Linked DNA regions of Mus musculus: region 2 is linked to region 1. The links are chromatin contacts, called in public promoter capture Hi-C maps. All regions are on one chromosome and are shown on one strand. The core of a region is the stretch at or near the end of the contact, and the rest is flanking DNA. Distances in the headings are between cores, read along the strand shown.

Region 1 (6,691 bases), core at 1,179-3,678:
GTCAGGATGCCGTGCAGCCATTTGATTTGCTAGATCGTCCGGTATTGGCAGAAGTAAAGCAGTTCATTTCTTGAGCAGAAACAAAGTTTCTGTTACTGAGATTGTTGGGGAAAGTACGCTGTCCTGCGATCGTTTCTGTCAGCTCCTCGCATAGCTGTTTCAGATGGACATCCATCCCTCTGCCCACACTGCCCTGCAAATTAGTGATTTCCTTTAACTATTATAATTATCACAAATGAAGTACATACCTTATCATTGGAATGTTTCTGATAGTGGACTTCTTTGCTTGGGCCATTCCAGGTCTTTGAACAGTTGTCTGTTTATCACTCTTTTTTATTTTTTTATTTTATTTTATTTATTTATTTTGGTTTTTCAAGGCAGGGTTCTCTGTGTAACCCTGGCTGTCCTGGAACTCACGCTGTATACCAGGCTGGCCTTGAACTCAGAAATCCTCCTGCCTCTGCCTCCCAGGTGCTGGGATTAAAGGCGTGCGCCACCACGCCCGGCTCTGCTTATCACCCTTAAGGGAGCAGGCAGCATATAAGATTAGTTCTCCTCCCCTTGGAGAAGGAGTCTCTTCTGTCTGTATTTTGCCTAAGATGATTTAAACTAAAGGGCAGCTCCCTGAAGAACAATTTCATTTTCACCTCAGAAGAAGGAAGGTAAGGTAGAAAGCATTTTAGCCTCTCTGGCTCATCCTGTTCTCTTTTCTCCTGCGATGGTGACCTTATCACCCAGAGTTCCAGCTCCGTGGGGCTCAGGGTATATGACCCTTCTCAGCTCAAGTCTGTCCTGACCAGAGGTCTGTCTGTGCCTTCTTAAATGTAAACTGGATGATTTCCTACAGTCTGCTTCAGAGTTCCACGGGAGTTCTTAGAGTGAGTGCTTGCTCAGTTTGTGTTCTAACCAAGTTAGTGTTCAGTTCCAGCACTCATTGGTGTAACTTCCAGGAACTATTTTAAATTTATGTCACCCAGCCTAAAATCTCGTCCTTTGCATCCTTTGAATTGCCTTTTGTCTAATGAACACCAGATGTAGTATGTTTGATCTTCTGATATCTGCTTGGGATGACTGAATGACAAGCAAAAGTTAGCTTGGCGGGGAGGCCTTGAGAATTAGTTGGTTGGGATGTGAAGTTTGGGAGGCCATCACACTGCTGGGAGGGGTTGGCCCTTGCACTCTGGTCCTGCGCTACCATGGCTCGAACCTCCTTTTTACCATGTGCCGATACGCAAAGCATAAAGAGTAAACCTGAATTTTTTTGTAGTTGTATTTATTATAATGTAATAATCAGACTGGTTAAAATTCAGAAAGAAAAAAAAACAAACTGAAGAAAGCAGGGGATTGAGTATATATGCCTCAAAACTACTGCCTATTTAAGATATGTTCTGAAAACAGCCTGCTATGAGGCGTGTGCCACTACTGCCCAGCTTTTTTTAAAGATAGTCCTTGGCTCTTATAGGAAGCACCATTAACCCAGTGAAAAAAAGTTTATTAAAACTATGTATGTATAAAATACATATAAAATTGTGTATATTATAGGTTTTTTTTAAAGATAAATAGTTAAATTTCTTGCAGCTTTTTCTGGCCTCCTTATTACTTTACCCTTCTCCCTGTGTTTACTTCCCTCCCTTAAGAGCCACCCTTTGCATCTGCCCGCTCTGTTACCCCCTCTCTGTTCCTCCCAGCCCCCCTAACCTGTCAGCCGACTCACCATATCCTGAAAAAGATCTAGTGAAGAAGTGGGAAGCATTCTTTCGAGTTACCACCTAACAAATGTATACCTTGTATACCTTGATAGAGGACTGGGCATACATTTTTATGTTTTGTTTAAAGAAATAAGCCAAATTGAATACTCTAACCATAGTCTGCTTTGTCTAAAGCCTTCTTTCGCCTCCGCAAACTTAACTCTTTCTGCTCCTAACATTAGCTCCCATATACTTACTACTGGTCTTATGCAGTCAAGAAAAACATATTTTGGCCGGGCGTGGTGGTGCACGCCTTTAATCCCAGCACTGGGGAGACAGAGGCAGGTGGATTTCTGAGTTTGAGGCCAGCCTGGTTCCAGGACAGCCAGGGCTACTCAGAGAAACCCTGCCTCAAAAAAAAAAAAAAAAAAAAAAAAAAAAAAAAAAAAAAGGAAGGAAGGAAGGAAGGAAGGAAAAACATTTTGGCCATCAGTGATACTGATTTGCCTGCGTAGCAGTCTTTGGGTGGTTATATACTAACTGCTGGAGAAAGTACCTGAGTCTATTACTCCCAGATTCTAGATTCTTACACTTGACATTTAGCTTCCTGCTTCATTTTGATCTGTTCTTTAGTGAAAAATAACCTGAATGTTGACTGGCCACCATTTATATTAGCCTCAGGAATGTAAGTATTGCAGTATTGACTAAATAGGAGAGTTCAGCTATGCCTAACCTCTGATCTGGAAAAACACCATTGAGTAAATCATTAAAGATAAGGTTGTGAAGCAACCTGTTGCTTTTAAACTGTGCCTTTTACAGTTTTTATGAATATTATCTTATCCTCTACCACACCCTGCTGAATTAGGCATTAAGCTAAAGGTGGAAAGACTGTGTGATCAAGGTTACATAGACCATTTCTCACTAAGGAGATAAACCCAGGACCAATTCCAAGAGCTGCAAAGTCAGGCTCTCCTCTTCTTTTATAGCCTCTGTCCAGTTTACCAATCCCTATGATCTTATGTGCTTTGGTGGTGGTGTTCTGCTTGCTAAATAATTCATCTCCCTATTACAGATAGGCCTCCTATTGAGCAGGCATAAGGTTATTTCGACGTACCATGAAGTCAGACCGAGGACTGCAAAGTCTGCGATATATTTCTTGTAAAGATCCTATTTAGTCAGGTGTCAATAATCTATATGACACAGACTAATTACGGATCTAAAATGTCATGCTTTTTCAGAGTCAGAGTGAGGAAATTCTCTACAAGACAGAATCTCTGCTCTGTTCAATTAGCAGTTGCCTAGGGGTAACCAAAGTTAGTGCAAGCGCTGTATTTGGGCTCCGTTAAAGATGCAGGGAAACTTGAGTACTGCTAAGCAAAGGTAGATCTTTAGCCAATTTAAATCAGACTGACACCATTTTTTAAAGCCAAACATGAAAAATGCAACAATATAATTAAGTACCAGGAAGTTGAGGTTAACTCTAAACATTAAATAGCTGAATGGTAAGAAATTAAAATCATCTAAATTAGATTTCTCTTTAAAACCTTTGGGGGGGTGGTAAGTAGTAATTTGGAGTCACAGCCAAAAGTAGCTTTATGGCTGTAGTTGTAAAGTTAGCTATTTAATGATAGCTGGGCAAAGGTTAGTGTTAATGTGCAGTCTCTCAGCCCCAAGGTCACTACTTACTGCCAGGTTTCTGCCTATGGATCCAAATTGCCTACAAAACAGGTCACATTCGGAGCTTTGAAACATCTACTAAGAACACATCATTTGCCATCTCCAGCAGCTACTGTCTTCCATCTTCTGTGTCCTGATGGGGGTAAATACTGATTCTCAGAGAAATAAAGGCCAAGTGGAGAGAGAGACGCGTGTTAAGTGATGGTATGATTCTGTAAAGAATTACACACCAAAATATTTTCAGAAATTCAGGGGCTGACAGGATGGTCAGTGTATCTAAGTGTTTGCCACCAAGCCTGACGGCCTGAGCTTAATCCCGGAGACCCACATGCTCACAAAATCTGACCTCTGACTTCTCCCTGTATGCTGTGGCACATGTGCACATGAGATATATATACATGATATAAACGTAATTAAAAGTCTAAGCCGGGCAGTGGTGGTGCACGCCTTTAATCCCAGCACTTGGGAGGCAGAGGCAGGTGGATTTCTGAGTTCGAGGCCAGCCTGGTCTACAGAGTGAGTTCCAGGATAGCCAGGACTATACAGAGAAACCCTGTCTCAAAAAACAAAACAAACAAACAACCCCCCCCAAAAAAGTTAAGCTGCCTGTGAGGGCACACACCTGTAATCTTAACACTGGGACAACGGAAGCTGGAGAAGGAGTAGAGCTCAAGGTTAGTCTCAGCTAGACAGAAAGTTTCAGGTCGCACTGAGAAGCAAGCAAGAACCTTGACTGCTTTTGCCAAGCACATCAGAGGCAGAGGCAGAGGCAGCCTTGCCAGTTGAGGCATTGACTGAGCCAGCTGGAGCAGTGCCACAAAGCTCACCCTGGTGGTGTGGGTGAGGGAGAGCTGGTGAGCTGACCAACACGGCTGCCACCCAGGCCCAGATTCAGGGCTTTGAGTTGGCCCACCCTAGGAACTACTGGAGCATGTGAAGGGGTCAGCCTTGCAGATCCAAAGCTGCAGGATCTCCATGACACAGTCAACAGGGTACCCGAGAGGAGCCATAGTGAGGATAGAGTATCCATAGAATAGCAGAAGACAGAGGTCTTGAACCAGACCAATGACTCACTGCAGTGAGCATTTGCAAGTAAAGATGTGTGGACAGAAGGGTTTACCGTAGGATATACTATGACTCACTGCAGCTTCTGCAATGAGGTGGTTGTTGTTGTTTTTTTCTTGGGAAAGGGGAGGTTGCAAGGATAGATGGTAGATACAAAGAGACAGGGAGATGAGTGGGACTGGGGTTGCATGGTGTGAAATTCACAAAGAATAAAAAGTTTCTTTTTAAAAAGGCAGACAGAAGCCAAAACTATTTGAACCCTGCTTTTGTGCAGACTCTCAGCATACTGCCATTCAGTCCCAGTGTGCAGGTGCAGCTAAGGTTCTGAGGGACTGTACTGTCAGAGTAGGGGTCCAGTCAGATGTCTCCTTTGCAGCTCCCATGTCCTTTACTGTAACTCTGCCACCAGTGGGAGGTGGAAAGGCAGGTGACACAGGCTGTCTGTGGTAAACCTTTCTATAAAGACATGTCCTGGCCATGAGGTCAGAGTCAAAGATGGAAGAGTAAGCCAGAAGACGTATCAATACATGTTCAACACACATGAAGCTACCGTCTGTGTTCTGTCGTGTTTCACATGCCATCAAATAATAGTCTCCTAAAGGTCCATAAGCCAGAGGGGCTGAGAAGAGTGTGTGTGTGAGATGTTGTCTCAGAATCTGGGCTCTTTTCCATGTCGGTAAAAGTTGTGCATCCAAAAGCCCAAAGCCACCGTGAGACCCCTGGCCATCCCCGCAGGCCATGTTTGTGCCCTGTCTTGAACCTAGTGTTGGCCTCTCCCTCCCTCTTAGCTTCCCAGTGTGGATTTAGCTTTCATGCAGAGCAGCTGGTGAGACTGAAATGTTTCCTGGTGATATTCTCGGATATTCTCGGGGAGCTCGGTGGTGGGCTACTGTGGGGATGCTTCTGCCTTGCATGGGTCAAAGCTGATAGCCCCTCCACTGTGAAATTTCTTTCTCTTTGTGTCCTGTTCTGGAGCACTGTTGGTGGCTCTCCAGCCAATTGTTCTTTCTGAGAAATTGTCTTAAAAGCCATTGAGTTCTCAAAGTACTTTTAAGCTGATGTCTGTAATGTCTGGAGCGTAGTATGTCTGAATGTTTGCCGTGTTCTAAACTAAAGCTAGTGGTTATTTTAGCACCACTGCCTAGGCCTAAACTGAAGGGCAGGTTGAGCAGCCCTTATCCAAAATACTCGGGAGAAGACATGGTTTGAATTTTGGCTTTCTTCAGATTTTGGGATGTCTGCATATATTTAATGATTTAACGATGCAGGAGTGAGGCCCAGGTCTAATGTCAGAGTTCACTTACAGTCCAGGCCCACTGCGTCCATACGGCCTAAGAGGAGTCTTACACGGAGTCTTCAGTAGTCTTGCACTTAACACTGGCATGGTGTGTAATTTCCCACTTGTGCCACCATGAAAGGGTTAACATTTTGGAGCGTTACAGATTTTTGGATAAGGATTGCTCTGTGTTGACCATACAGAGTTAATAATGTGGCGAAATGTTATTTTCAATGTTTCTTTTAAGATAACTAGTTCTGAAATTATATATATATATTTTAAAGTTTTATTTATTATTATACATAAGTACATTGTAGCTGTCTTCAGATGCACCAGAAGAGGGCATCAGATCTCATTAGGGATGGTTGTGAGCCACCATGTGGTTGCTGGGATTTTAACTCAGGACCTTCGGAAGAGCAGTCGGTGCTCTTAACCATTGAGCCATCTCTCCAGCCCCTATTTCTGAAAATTTTAAGTGTAGAAAGTATGAAGTAGGGTTTGGAATGTGGCTCAGTGGTAGCATACCTTCCTAGCACCATAAACATAAAAACATATGAGAGATACTAAGTTTTTGAGACTATGATGGGCCGGCTTTGCAATCTAATTACATGTTCTTTGTTGAACTAAAGCAGACAGCAGACTTGAAAGTAAATAACAGTTTCCACCAGAATGCCCTCCTTTACAATATAAATAGCATCTGATACTGTTCATACTATACAGACGGTTCTTTGGAAATGCACACACTAATTTCTTCCTTTTTCTGTTTTCGCCTAGAGAGGAGTCAGCAGAGGCACCCGTAGCTGATCCTAACCGTCAATCAAAGTCTCCACTGGAGAAGTTTATGGTCAAGTTGTGCAATCATCATCAGAAGCAATTCATCCGCGTCCTGAGTGACCTGTACACCGAGTCCCAGCCAGGTTCTGAGGCCCTGCAGCCTCTGGATTCCACCGTGATGGACGTCTCCGCTTGCGATTCGGGCTGTGCC
Region 2 (7,166 bases), core at 2,520-5,019, 130 kb before region 1:
GTATTTGTCTAAAGCTTAGGCCTAGTTTGTTCCTCTTTATCGTGTGTCCATGTTGAAGAAATTTCTCTCTGCTGTTTACCATTACCTATCTCTTGAGCTACCATGTTGGGGAGGGTGCCTGGGTCTAGCCTGTTGGGGCTTTTTGACATTAGAGCTCTCCTTATAGGATGGCAAGGTAGCTCAGTGGGCAAGCCTGATGATGAGTTCCATTTCTGGATTCCACAGTGAAAGGAGAAAACAGACTCCCAAGAGTTGTCCTCTGCCAGGCATGGTGGTCACACCCAACACTCAAGAAGCAGAGGCTGGTGGATCTCTGTGTGCTCAAGGGCAGTCTGGTCTATATAGTAAGTTTCTGGCTAGCCAGTGTTTCAAAAAACAAATGACAGCCGGTTGTCCTTTGACCTTCAGATATGATACTGTGGTATACATGTGCCCATACACATCCACATGTGGGCACACACAAACAAACAAATATACAATAATAAAATTGAAGGCTAGCCATGATGACACACACATTTAACCCTCAAGAGACAGGGGCATGCAGATCTCTGAGAGTTCTAGGCTAGCCTGGGTTATATAGCTAATTCCATGTCAGCCAGGCTACATAGTGAGACTCTGACTCTAAATTATTTAATTAAAATTAAGAAAACTTCTCTGGTTGTATTTTTATTTATTTTTTGTTTTGTTTTGTTTTTGTTTTTCAAGACAGAGTTTCTCTATGTAGTCCTGGCTGTCCTGGAACTCACTCTGTAGACCAGGTTGGCCTTGAATTCAGAAATTCGCCTGCTTCTGCTTCCCAAGTGCTGGGATCAAAGGTGTGTGCCACCACTCCCGGCTTTTTTTTTTTTTTTTTTCTTTTTTTGGTTTTTCGAGACAGGGTTTCTCTGTAAAGCCCTGGCTGTCCTGGAACTCACTCTGTAGACCAGGCTGGCCTCGAACTCAGAAATCCGCCTGCCTCTGCCTCCTGAGTTCTGGGATTAAAGGCGTGCGCCACCAAGCCCAGCTGGTTGTATTTTTAAAATACTTCTTTTTACTACGTGTGTGTGTGTTTGTGTATGTGTGTGTATGTGTGTGTGTGTGTGTGTGTGTGTGTGTGTGTGTGTGTGTACCCGAGTGCCTATAGTGAATGCCACGTGCATTCTGGTGCCCAAGGAGACCAAAAAAGGGCATCAGATGCCCTGGATCTGCAGTTACAGGCAGTTGTGAACTGCCCAACTGGAGCACTGGCAAGAAAAACAAGTGTTCTTACACACTGAGCCATCCCTCCACCCCCTGTGTGGTCCCTTTATGTCTGACCCTCTGGCCTCCCTTTGGCTCCCTGGTCCAAGATTTCCATTGAATAAATTCAGGCAAGAGTCAAGGGCAAAGAGCATGTTTTGTTTTCAGATTTATGTATCATGTGTATGATTGTTTGACCCATATGCATGTCTGTGCACCATATGCATATCAGGGGGTTGTGAAATTACCACCCCTATGAGTTTGGAGAACTCCATATAGGTTCTCTACAAGAGTAAGAAATAGTCTTCAGCCCCAAGGCAGAGTTTTTACAGAATAACAGGAAGAGCTCTTAAGGGGGAAAATACACAATTACCAATCGGGGCCAGGGTGGACAATAGCCAGAGAGACCAGTGCGCTGTTCTCTGAGGTCTTTGGTACAGGCTACCATTCATTTTCCCATCCAGCTGCCTGGCCTAACAGGCTTATTTGGATTAATTTGGTTTTGTTTTGCTTGAGAAAGGTCTCACTGTGTTGCCCTGGCTGTCCTAGAACTTGCTATGAAGACTGGGATAGCCTAGAATTCACAGAAATCCGCCTGTTTCTGGCTCCCGTGTTGGGATTAAGGTATGTACACCACACCCAGCTTGAATTAGCTCTCAAAGGAAGGGTCAATAGTTCCTAATGTTTGGGGAAGCTGGAGCTGTCAAGTCTCCACCTAGGGCCAAAGGTTGAACTCAGATTCCATTCTCTGACCAAGAGGAATTAGTTTTCCCTTAATAGACTTCAATAAACAGCAGATATCTCCAGAGCTTCTGATATTTTAGTTTAAGGAGGAGGTGGGTCCAATTCTGATTATGGGAGAAGCTATCTGCAATGGCCTCCAAACCTACTAAAGCCAGGCTAACTACCTAACACTAGGAACAATGGGCGTTATGCTCCAGCCTAGGTGTGGAGTAGGCTATATCCTTCAGGTGTGTATTAAATATTTTACCATGGGCTGGTGAGATGGCTCAGTGGGTAAGAGCACCCGACTGCTCTTCCGAAGGTTCAGAGTTCAAATCCCAGCAACCACATGGTGGCTCACAACCACCCGTAATGAGGTCTGACTCTCTCTTCTGGAGTGTCGGAAGACAGCTACAGTGTACTTACATATAATAAATAAATAAATCTTAAAAAAAAATTTAAAAATTTTAAAATATTTTACCATAATCGCAAAAGGATTAAGTCACCTAAATGACATATTTCTTAATCTTTTTTTTAACGTGTTAGAGTGATTTGCTTACATGTATATATGCGTACCAGTGTGCCGGATGCTTGAGGAAGATAGGAAAAGATATAGGTTTTCCAGGAACTGGATTAATGAGAGTGCTGGGAACTCATCCCAAGCCTTTTGCAAGATTCACAAGTGCTCTTGATGTCTTGGAAGATAAAGAGTTTCTCTGACTTCATCCTGGAATCTTGACCAATATAGAGAGACAGACAATTCCTCTGCAACAATAATCCTCAGACTTAAAAAAAAAAAGTGGGGCTGGAGAGATGGCTTAGCGGTTAGGAGCACTGACTGCTCTTTCAAAGAGCAGTCATAATGAAATCTGACTCCCTCTTCTGGTGTGTCTGAAGACAGCTACAGTGTACTTAGATATAATAAATAAATATTTTTTTAAAAAAATGTTTAATTACATGGTGTGTGTGTGTAGGTGCTTTTGGGGGTCTTGCTAGTGATATATATGATTATATATAGTGATATAAATGATTTTCTTTTTTAATTTTTTTAAGATTTATTTATTTATTATATGTGTGTACACTGTAGCTGTCTTCAGACACTCCAGAAAAGGAAATCAGATTTTTGTTAAGGATGGTTGTGAGCTACCATGTGGTTGCTGGGATTTGAACTCAGGACCTCTGGAAGAGCCGTCAGTGCTCTTAACGGCTGAGCCATCTCACCAGCCCCCCTATAAGTGATTTTCTACTCTCAACCCCAGACATTCAGAACTTTTTTTTCATTCAGAACTTTGTAAAGATCCCAAGGTGCTCTCTCTGAGTAGCCAGAACAGAGGAGCCCTGCAGGCCTCACTCCTGTAAAGCACCTTCAATTGCCTTCCTTCACAGTGTAGTAAGGGGGCCGGGGTGCTGGTATGAGACTTTAATCCTAGCACTCTGAGGCAGATCCCTCTGAGTCTGAGGCCGGGTCCAGAACAGCCAGAGTTACACAGTGAGACCCTCCCTAAAAAAAAAAAAAAGGAGTGTGGACTGGGGGAGCCAGGACTGGGGGAGCCAGCTCAGCTGGTAAAGTGCTCGCTCAGCAGCACAAACCCTGAGCTTGGTCCCTTGTTTGCTGTGGCCACTGCACTTAGAAAAGTTCCTCTTCTTTGGTTAAATAGTGGCAGGTCCCACCCTCTACCCCACACACTCCCTGGAAATCACCGTAATTAGCGTTCCGGACTTGTTTTCCTAAATCCCTGCCCTTGACAATGGCCACAGGAGAGGTCTGCAGTCCCCTGGCATTCTTTCCCTCACTAGTCACCACTGTTTGGTCACTCCTAGCAATGACCAATGTCCATCTCTTACAAAGAAATCTCTTCCAAGCCCCTTCTGCCCGCTCCAACCTGTAAACAGATGATAGATGGACTCTGCTTCTTAAAATAACCCTGTTGCAGATTTTTCCAAAAATAAACTATCTGAAGTCATCATTTCTTTGTCTTTCCTTCTTGCTGCCCTTTGAATTCTAAAGTCCATATAAAAAGAAGCAGGCATGGTGTGTTGTCCTTGTGATCCCAGTGCTGGGATGTAGAGACAGGTAGATAAATACTTTGGCTATTTGACTAGCCAGCATGGAGTATTTGGTAAGGTCCATGCTAGTGAGAGATCTATCTCAAACAGGGTGGATGGTGCCTGGAGAACAACCCACTCTGGCCTCTGGCCTCCATAAACACACATGTACACACATGTACCAGCACACATACGTGCACCCGCAAACACATGGACATGTACCCACAGAGAGGGAAAATAAAGTATATTGAAGATTCTTCTCACCTCGAGCTGGGTATGCAGCACAACTTTGCTTAGCTAATTAGATGTTCAGCCTGGACTCTGAGTCTTTAGGAAAGGTATTTAACGGGTCAGGGCCAATTAAAAATTGTTCATCAAATAACCATGGTACTGAGAGTCTGGGACTGCAGGACGTGGAGGCTTCCTACAGAGTGTGCATGCATGCATGCGTGCGTGCGTACAGGCACTTGTGCGTTGGTTAAGAAGTTAGGTGTGTGGTTGTGTCTTTTATCCCCTAGGACCAAAGCTAGCTTTTCTAGATGCTATAGGACTCCCTTTATATGAGGTATTGTAATTCAAAGACGGTGAACGAAGTCGAAGTTACCACAGGCTTGGGTGGAGACCTGGAAGGTAGTGTTTAGTGAGCACAGAGCTTCTGTTTGGGTTGATGCAGAGTTTGTGGAGATGAATAGAAGTGATGTTTACTCAGCCATGGGAACATACCTGGTCAAACTGCATTTCGTGCTTTACAAGGCAATGAGACTGGTGTGGCACTGCTTGCCCTTAATCCCGATACTCAGAAGGCAGAAGTGTGTGGATCTCCAAGAGTTCCAAGTCACCCTGGTCTATGTATGTGGTGAGACCCTGTCTCAAAAGAAACAACAATGAAAATGGCTTTAGAGTACTTGACTAGCGCAGGCTAACTCTGTGAGTTAACCCTAACACTGCTGTACTGGTTAGTTGTATGGCAACTTGACATAAGGTACAGTCATCTGACAGGAGGGCACCTCAGTTGAAAATATGCCTCCATCAGATCCAGTTGTAGGGTATTTTCTTAATTAGTGATTGATTGAGGGAGGGCCCAACCCATTATGTGTGGGCCTCCCCTGGACTGGTGATGCTGGATAAGAAGACAGGCTGATCAAGCCATGGGGGAGTGTCTTAGTCATGGTTTTTATTCCTGCACAAACATCATGATCAAAAGGAAGTTGGGGAGGAAAGAGTTTATTCAGATTATATTTTCCACCTTGCTGTTGATCACCAAAGGAAGTCAGGACTGGAACTCAAGCAGGTCAGGAAGCAGGAGCTGATGCAGAAGCCATGGAGGGGTGTTTCTTACTAGCTTGTTTCCTCTGGCTTGCTCAGCTTGCTTTCTTATAGAGCCCGAGACTACCAGCCCAGGGATGGCACCACCCACAAAGGGCCCTCCCCTCTGGATCCCTAATTGAGAAAATGCCTTACAGCTGGATCTCATGGAGGCATTTCCTCAAGGGAAGCTCCTTTCTTTGTGATAACTCCAGCCTGTGTCAAGTGGACACACAAAACAGTACGGGGAGCAAACCATTAAGCAGCATCCTCTATGGCCTCTGCATCAGCTCCAGCCTCCAGGTTCCTGCCCAGCTTGAATGCCTGTCCAGACTTCCTTCAGTGATGAGCAGTGATATGGAAGTGTAAACTGAATGAATCCTTTCCTCCCAACTTGCTTTTGGTCATGGTGCAATAGAAACCCTGACTAAGACAAGTTGGTAGTAGGAGAAGTTGAGGCTTCGCACGATAAAAGAGTCTATGTGAGCCCAGTTGCAGAAGACCCCAAAGTGTTGGAGATGCAAGTACCATGGAATGACCACCAAGAATAGTAGCAGCAGGGGGGAGTGTAGCCAACTGAACCCTAGAAGACAAGGTGTGAGTATTGCAGAGGGTGGAGCCAGAGAAGTGACTCACTTGGAGGAGCACAAAATATCATGAGTGAGTCCCAGTCATTGGACGTTGGGTTATTTATATTTCTGGAGTTCGATCTGTTTGTGACTATGCCCTGATGCTTCCCTCTTGAGATAATAAATTATTTATTTTGATTTTACAGAAGCCCAGAGATTTTGAGTTTTAAAAGATTTTGGATTTAAAAAAAAAATCATCTATTTTAAAGAGACTGAATATTTTAAGTGTTTGATTTTTTTTTCTTTGTTTGTTTTTGGTTTTGTTTGACTGGGTTTGTCTGTGCATCCCTGGCTATCCTGGATCTCACTCTGTAGAGGAGACTGACCTCAAACTCACAGAGATAACCCCTTCCTCTGCCGATTAGCTGTTGATGGGGGAAGGCTCCGCCCACTGTGGGTGGGGCGACCCCTGGCCTGCAGCTCCTGTGTTCTGTAAGCCAGCTGAGTAAACCATGCCAAGAAAGCCTGTAAGCAGCCTCCCTCCATAGCCTGTGCATCAGCCCCTGTCTCCAGGTCCCTGCCCTGTGTGAGCTTCTGCCCTCACTGCTATTGATGATAAACTGTTATATTGACGTGTTTCCTCCCCAACTTGTTTTTGGTCCTGGTGTTTCATCACAGCAAGGGTAAAAACTAAATATATATATATATATGATTTTTAAAGAAATTATTATTTTCTCCACGTGGATGTTTTGCCTGTGTGTATGTCTGTGTGCCTCATGCCTGCCTAGTACTGTTGGAGACCAGAAGAGGATGTCGGATCCCCAGGAACTGGCATTACAGATGGTTGTGAGCAGCCATGTGGGTGCTGGAAATCCAACCCAGATCCTATGGAAGAGCAGCCAGTGCTCTTAACCACTTGTGACATCTCTCCAGCCCCGATGAGCGTAAGTTTTAACCTGAAGGTTCTGTGCTAGCATTTTGATGGGCAAAGATTCTCTAGGATGAGTGCTTAAAAAAGGAGCTTCATGGAGCTGGAGAGATGGCTCAGCGGTTAAGAGTACTGACTGCTCTTCCGAAGGTCCTGAGTTCAAATCCCGGCAACCACATGGTGGCTCACAACCATCCGTAACAAGATCTGGCGCCCTCTTCTGGACTGTCTGAATACAGCTACAGTGTACTTACATGTAAGAAAGAAAGAAAAAAAAAGAAAGAAAGAACTTCATGAATGTTTCCTGATTGCTCAGCTTACTGTTTATCTTCAGTTTTGTCTGAAGGCATGAGTTTCTTCTATCTTTCTAATAATAT

Evidence for each region. Capture Hi-C pulls out chosen DNA fragments and counts their contacts.
Region 2: a contact with region 1 is called in a promoter capture Hi-C map of liver. The contact joins two enhancer-like sites. A contact is called at or near these places in 3 of 39 promoter capture datasets (liver, stem cell-derived epiblast-like cells and trophoblast stem cells), 1 of 15 datasets of contacts at CTCF or cohesin (the NIH/3T3 cell line), 1 of 484 Hi-C or Micro-C datasets (nephron progenitors), 2 of 115 datasets of contacts at active chromatin or transcription factors (embryonic stem cells and extraembryonic endoderm stem cells) and 3 of 9 other capture datasets (adipose tissue, liver and pancreatic islet).

The regions. Positions count from the first base shown.
Region 1 is chr19:41,575,298-41,581,988 of GRCm38.p6, forward strand. It overlaps Lcor (ligand dependent nuclear receptor corepressor), which reads left to right. Exons shown (of 8, transcript NM_001370767.1): 8 at 6,481-6,691. Among named protein-coding and RNA genes, the nearest start is that of Mir8091, 10 kb to the right of the region's middle. Within about 2 kb of position 2,429, at least 15 of the 459 cell types and tissues checked have an H3K27ac peak or open chromatin away from gene starts, as enhancers often do. A contact at or near this core is called in liver, where this site is marked.
Region 2 is chr19:41,446,107-41,453,272 of GRCm38.p6, forward strand. No RefSeq gene overlaps it. Among named protein-coding and RNA genes, the nearest start is that of Gm33951, 4.6 kb to the left of the region's middle. Within about 2 kb of position 3,770, at least 20 of the 459 cell types and tissues checked have an H3K27ac peak or open chromatin away from gene starts, as enhancers often do. A contact at or near this core is called in liver, where this site is marked.